Regions from separate parts of the Zea mays genome. Here region 1 is linked to region 2. The links are chromatin contacts, called in public Hi-C maps. All regions are on one chromosome and are shown on one strand. Each heading gives the region's core, a stretch centred on a gene start, on an enhancer-like site or on the middle of the called end of the contact. The rest is flanking DNA. Distances are from core to core; before and after follow the strand shown. Region 1 holds the start of LOC542606 (lesion22). Region 2 holds the start of LOC103634619.

The links. Hi-C and Micro-C count contacts between places; a contact is called where the count stands out from the background.
Region 1: a contact with region 2 is called in a Hi-C map of tassel, with 4 times the contacts expected there. The contact joins the promoter of LOC542606 here to the promoter of LOC103634619 in region 2. A contact is called at or near these places in 4 of 25 Hi-C or Micro-C datasets (ear, leaf, tassel and 1 more).

The regions. Positions count from the first base shown.
Region 1 is chr1:56,675,852-56,679,494 of Zm-B73-REFERENCE-NAM-5.0, forward strand. It overlaps LOC542606 (lesion22), which reads left to right and starts at 1,945. Exons shown (of 6, transcript NM_001112140.2): 1 at 1,945-2,243; 2 at 2,331-2,455; 3 at 3,054-3,164; 4 at 3,319-3,507. The coding sequence starts at 2,126.
Region 2 is chr1:56,470,631-56,474,317 of Zm-B73-REFERENCE-NAM-5.0, forward strand. It overlaps LOC103634619, which reads left to right and starts at 1,663. Exons shown (of 1, transcript XM_008657178.3): 1 at 1,663-2,413. The coding sequence starts at 1,942. The coding sequence ends at 2,193.

The sequences.
Region 1 (3,643 bases), core at 695-3,194, 210 kb after region 2:
ACAAGCCGGGGTTAGTGTTAGAAATAAATTCGAGCCTGAAAGAGAGGGGAAAACAAATCAACAAAGAATTAAAGCGAATGAACACGGTGATTTGTTTTACCGAGGTTTGGTTCCAAAGAACCTAGTCCCCGTTGAGGTGGTCACAAAGACCGGGTCTCTTTCAACCCTTTCCTGAGTGAGCTTTTTCCTTAATCAAACGGGTCACTTAGACCCCGCAAGGACCACCACGCACTTGGTGTCTCTTGCCTTGATTACAAGTCACTTTAAGAACAAGGATGAGGAAGAAGAAAGCGATCCAAGAAACAAGAGCTCAAAGAACACGAGCTCTTGTATTGAATGTGAAGTGCTAGAAACTTTGATGCTTGGAGTGGTGGTGGTTGTGGGGTATTTATAGCCCTCAACCACCACATAGCTGTTGGGGATGGCTGTTGTCGATGGCGCACCGGACAGTCCAGTGCGCCACCGGACATTGTCCGGTGCGCCAGCCACGTCACCCAACCGTTAGGGTTCGGGCGCCGTCGACCGTTGAAGGCTTTGTCTTCTAGTGGCACCGGACAGTCCAGTGTCGCATTGGATAGGTACTGTTCACTGTCCTGCGCCTCTAACGGGCGGCTCTGTTCTGCCGCGCACTGTTGCGCACTGTTCCTCTAAAACTTCAGCTTTTACAGTCGACCGTTGCGCGAAGGAGCCGTTGCTCCGTTGGTGAACCGGACAGTCCGGTGGCACACTGGACAGTCCGGTGAATTATAGCGAAGCACGCTCTGAGAAACCCGAGAGTTGAGAGTTGGACACTGTACGGTCCTGGTGCACCGGACAGTTCGATGCGCTAGACCAGGGCACACTCGGTTTCTTTGCTCCTTTGAATTTGAACACTTTCTTCAATCTTTTATTGGTTTATGTTGAACCTTTATGCACATGTATATCATATACTTTAGAGCAAACTAGTTAGTTCGATTATTTGTGTTGGGCATTCAATCACCAAAATTATTTATAGGAAAAGGTTAAACCATATTTCCCTTTCAGTTATCATGCCCTTGCTGGGGGTGAACTGCATTTCTTTGACTTACGGGCGTCTCCATACAACCATTGTAGGAGCTTCTTGAATTCTCCGAAACTGGGAAGCTTAGAGATCAAGGGGCAAAGAATATATAAGTTTACTGCTATTAGGAGTGTCTGAAGGCTAGGGACCCTAGATTTTAGGTATCCCTTATGGACGACAGTGCTCAAACAAACTTAAGTGTGAAAGTGTCCTGAATCTTAGAGTGTATCGAGGCTCTGGGAGCCTAGGGTTTTAGGCCATGTGTTTTGAGATGAGATGACTCAAATAACTTTACTCTTTCGGTGGGTTTGATATCAAGCTCGCAAGGATGGTGTGCCTCTATCGTTGTTAGATCCAAGGTAGGTCCTAAGTATAGGACCTCAGAAGCGTGTGTTCGGTAGTAGTTGGACCTTCGATGATTTCCTTCTATGTGATGCTTGGAGACATCTTTCCAATACCTATATGTATGCTTCAAACGATGACATATATAGTATTTTTAAAAATGATCATGATGTCTTATAACTAAATAATTTAGTACTTTAAGTATTAAAAATCTTTAATATTATAATATATGATGATTTTTTTGTAGTTATAATCACATATTTTCCGTATGTACATATTTACTAGATATTATAAAATTATCACCATAGTTATTTTCTACAAGTTTAAAAAAAAGGACCCGAGAAAAATGCTAGATAGGTCGGTCTAACTGGAATTGATTTGGTTACGAGTAGATTGAAAAGGACTAGAAAAAATTAAATTAATTAAATTCTTTTCTAATCAAAATTGAATAGAAGGATTTAATTACGTATAAAACTCTTCGATCTAGATCCAAGCGAACTGGGCCTAACAGGCCACGATGGCCCACGCTATTATCCACCATCTCATCCCCACGATCTCCGTTCATCTCATCTCAGATCGTCTCTCATCCAACCTGATCCCATTCACATCCCCTTCCGATTCTCCGTCGCCTGAGCGGCTGAGCCAACTTGCCAAGCCAAGCAAGCCAAGTCGTCGCCTCCCCGACCCAACGCCGCGACCCCCTTGCCCGTCCGCGACCGCTGCAGCACCTCGGATCCCGCCCCAATGGCAACAGCGTGTCCGCCGCTCTCGCTGCCGTCCACCTCCCTCTTCCGCGGCAGGTCCGCCCGCGCCGGGCCCAGACGCAGGCAGCTCACGGCCGTCCGCTGCAGCGCCGTCGGAGGTGAAGCTTCTTCTGTTCTGCTCACAGGTTGGGATGCTTGTGCTGAGAAGTTAATTTAGCTGCTCTTTCGACGTGATGGTGCTCCAGAGGCGGTAGTGGAGGAGGCCTCGCCCAGGACGGCGGAAGAGCCGCTGCTGGTGAGCGCAATCAGAGGGAGGAAGGTCGAGAGGCCACCCGTCTGGCTCATGAGGCAGGCCGGGAGGTACATGAAGGCAAGTTCACTTCCATTTTGTGACGATTTTATCTGTATGTCTGCTAAGCATTTTTGTAGTTAACATGCCAGTGCGCAGCTCGAGGAATGATCTTAAATTGGTTGGTAGTGTTATATAGTCATAGTCTCGAAAAGTGATCAACAATGTATCATGCATGTGAGACATAAGGAATTTAGCCAACATTCTTCATAGAAGGGAACATAAATGCTAAATGTTTGTAGGGTGCTGTGATGTAGGTTCCAGTGGCATGCGGAAAAGTGGACTAGTCAAGGGGGAACTATTAAAAGTCATCATCAAAACTCCCTGCAAAATCATTTTGCTATTTTAAATTGAATGCCGATTCCCGTTCACGCACAACAGACCTAGTGATTGCATGTTGATCTAAATGATCCTGGTACTGAGCTTGTTCGCCTTTTCAGAACCATTACAACTTTGTGTCTGTGACTCACGATTTATATAACAATGCCAAGTTAGCCATGTCTTTTTGAACCGGGATGGGTCTATGTTTCCTTTAAAGGCATGCTTTATTTGTGCAACCGATAGTGAACAACTGAACACCCATCCTTACTAACTTATTACCCTTCGTTTTTTTCTGCAGAGCTACCAATTGCTCTGCGAGCGGTATCCTTCGTTCCGTGAAAGATCAGAAAATGTCGACCTAGTTGTTGAGATCTCTTTGCAACCATGGAAGGTTTTCAAGCCTGATGGAGTAAGCTGCAGACTTTAGCTTTTTGTGTATGTTGTTTAAGGTCTCTGTTTAGAAATTTATCACAAAGCTTACACGGAGTATATGAATTTCAGATATTTCCCAATATCTGTTGGTCTTTGGTGTTGTGCTAATATTTTTCATGTGCTTTTATTAGGTCATCTTGTTCTCGGACATCCTTACTCCACTTCCTGGGATGAACATACCTTTTGACATTGTGAAGGGAAAAGGTCCAGTGATCTATGATCCATTGAGAACGGCAGCAGCTGTGAATGAAGTCAGAGAATTTGTTCCTGAGGAGTGGGTCCCTTATGTGGGGCAGGCTCTGAATATTTTGAGACAAGAGGTTAGTAAATGTGGTCTATTGGTCATTACAAAAACATGTTCATGTGGGACTAAGTTTGTTCCTGTTAAGATTTTGGTAGCCAACTCACTGTTTTCATTTTCTAATTGATCAATCCTCTAGGTTTCACAGTGTAAAT
Region 2 (3,687 bases), core at 413-2,912:
GATGTGCTCAGATTCTACATCGACTTGAGGGCAAGTTGAATTTTAAGGAGTAGGGAATGTTACACCACCATTGTCAGATACTCCACATGAGGAACTCCATCCTGGTGAGCGTGGAAGACACGATGTTTGAGTCGCAGGTCCTGAGTGGGTGTAACTAAGTGCAGCCATGTTGTTGTTGTCCTGTGTGGGTGTAAGAGTCTCGCGTGTAGGGCTATGTCCTTTGGTCACTAGTTGGTGGGCCATGTTTCTAAGTAGTCTCATATATGCTGTTGCCTTGGGACAGGAAGAACCATGTATGAACTTTACTATGAATCAATACAACGTCCCTGTTCCTCCCCTATTCTCGTCTCCTACCTCTGCTCCCTCTCTACTATCTTCTCCTTCCATTAGCAGTAGCTAACATTGTACTGGTAGTATACCTGGTGCAGGTACACCTGGTAGTTCATCTTCTCTATCTGAGCTCTCTTCTTACCTAGATAGTGACACTGAAACTAAGTTTGGTCCAGATTTTAACATACTTAGCTGGTGGCAGCGCCATAATCAGACTTATCCAAATCTTTCTATACTTGCTAGAGATATTATGACTGTCCCTATCTCTACTATATCTTCAGAATCCACTTTCAGTCTAGCTAGCAGGGTTCTCGAGGAGCGGCGACAACGACTGACAACGGACATGGTGGAGGTGCTCTCATGCATCAAGGACTGGGAACTGGCTGACCAACACAAGCAACATACTGTGGAGAAGGAAACCAAGGACCTTGAGGCAATTTTTGAAGCTATGTATCTCGATGATGAGCAGGAATTATCACCTGGGAGCAAGAGAAAGGTTCAAGAAGGAAGCAAAGATGAGCAAGGGGGAAGGAGGAAGGAAAAAACTTGAACTTCTAGTTTTATATCTATGTATGTTGTTTTGTAATAACCATGAACATGGACTGTGAACTGGACTATAAACTTTATAAGGAGCTGGTTGTACTCTTTTCCTTTCTAGGGTTTTCTCACGAGGTGTGAGTTTTTACCTAGGAAGGTTTTTAATGAGGCAACATTGCACTAAGGCCCCAATTAAATTTTATATTACCTATTTATCTTATGTTCTGAGTTCTGTGATGTTCTAAGATTTTCATATGGTTCTTCTGAGATTATGTATACTATTTTGGTATCTTCAAGAGCTGAATTAAGTTGTATTTATGTGTATTTCAATGTACAATCTCTGTGTATTTCTGTGTATAAATGGGAAGTTTCTGTGATGCTACAATTTCTGTGTTTTTTTAGATGGCATGGGCCCGACACGTACTGATGGGCTTACCGTGCTCCAAGCCCGACCCGGCCCATGTAATAGCTGGCGTGCCGAGTCTGAGCTCCTCCTTCAGCCCACGTGACGGTCCGACCCGGCACGAGGGTGTATCCGTGCCGTGCCTGGGCACGTTATAGTTGGGCCGGGCCAATGCGTGTTCGGGCCGGGCTGTCTCGGCACGCATAGTTGGACATGTATAACGTGAGCTGCTAGACGAAACACGTATTTGTTACACATTTTGCGTATCCGCGATCATATGTGAGAGCTGCCGGGGACATTTATCATTTGGGATGGGTCTTGTGCAACATGCATGTGAGTCCTTTCTTCTCTTTCGCAACAAAAAAATAAGAGTTTTTTTTTGTTCCCCAACACAGGCGTAAAATGCCACGAGATTTCAAAACCTATGAACGGGGAAACAAGGAGAGAAAGAGAGAGAGATCGAAGAATTTGGAATTGTCATGTGTGCATGGTTTGGATGTACAAACAGCGCAAAAATTACCATGCGAAGAAAAAAAAAGATACGCCTACTCTCACTCCTGTCCGACCATTCCCGTGCCCTTGAATAGGACCAATTGCCCTTACACATGCACGCAGATCGCCAAGATCACTTGTGTGCTAGACGGAAGGGAACAAACTCGTAGGCCGAGACGATGGCCGCGTCCAGAAGAGCGGCGGCGGCTATGCTGTGCCTGGCCGTGGCGGTTGCCGCGGTCCTGGCGGCGGAGAAGAGCGGGGCGGAAGCGGAACGGCCGGGATGCTTCTGCGACTGCATGAAGAACCGGTGCATGACCCTCGGCGCGAGCGCGGCGGACAAGTTCGACTGCGCGGCCGCCTGCACCGAGGGCTGCGCGCAGATCGGTCAGCCGGGCCAGCCCAGGGCCGACGACTTCTGCGGTTTCTGAGCCGCACGCTCTCTCGGGCTTTGCAGATTATAGCAGGCCGGCGTAGGCTCGATCTATCCGGTGACCGGACGGCCCAGTTGGATGCCGCCACGACCACGGTCCACGACATTCATGCATCGTATGTGCATGCATGTCCCATAGCAAGAGTCTAAATAAAGCTGGTTGTTATTATTTCGTGTTACTCCTATGTCCGATAGCATATACTACAGGATTGGATTCTTGTCTCACGCACACACATACTGAACACAAAGCCCATACTAGATTCGGATCTTGCCTTTCACGACTAGATTAGTAGCTATGGGTCGATTTAATTAGGAGAGCTCCAAAACTTTATAGAACTAGATTTTAGAACAACTTGAACTTCGAGAGCTGCGCCATGAATGTTTTGAGTCTAGGAAGTAGGAACAGTATTTTTGGGAGTTGCGCTATGGATGTTTTTTTTTGTTGTTGTTTACAGACAGTGAGCCTGATTGTACCACTGATTGAGTCTAGGAACAATATTTTAATTTGGGAGTTACTTGTACCTGTAAAATTGTACCCCTCGACCCTCGTTGAGTTACCCCACTTTGTATCCGGCGCTTGCACCCTGCACCCCCGTCATTTATATAAACGAAAGTGTGATACAATGGCGCCCAATAATCAGTCCCGGTCCTATGATTTTGAGAGCCCCCAAGCAAACTAATCATAGTAGGCCCTCTAGACTATATCAAAAATTATATGGTATGCAGCGGAGCAAATTAGTACTTCATATGTAAATGATAATGTGCATTGAAATTGGTTTTAAAAATATCTAAGGCGTTAGATAATATACATCGGTGCAGATTAGCACTTCACAAGTTGAGAAATAAGAACGACGGCCACATCATAACATGAATCCTGATTGCTCGACCGTGCGTGCCCTGGAGGCTGAGCAGTGGCGCCATGGGCGCTGGAATCCTAGAGGGCTGGATTGGCGAGATAGCGAACGACGATCACGTGGAGGGTATGGTTGCACAGACGCGCGACGACGTGAGCGTCATGACTAGGCAGTGGGCAACACGTGTCGCGTGGTCCGTGTGCGTCGGGTGTCCGTGTGTCCAGCCCTATCGGCTTGTTAGCTAACTATACTATTTTATTACTAGTATATAGCATGTGCTAACGCTACGTTCCTAAGAAGGGGAAGAGTGGGGTGAACGACGACGATGGGGGCACCAGGGGAGGGTTGACGGTGGTGTGGATGTGGGGACGGGAGGGCTGAAGGCCGATTCAAATAATATTGTCCATTAGATTTGAGTGCGCAAGAGAGATAATGTTATTCAACGATCTGAACCGTTGATTTTGATGTTATGTTAAGTATGTGTGCAATTTATTTGATGGATTTAGTAAAGATTATGAATGTGTGGATTATTTGGTGGATGAGTTTTGTAAAGTGTAAACTAGTGTATTATATTATGATATAGATACTAAATATTAGACCCCTATTACTTTTGGGTCCCCGGCCGTCGCCTCTGTTGC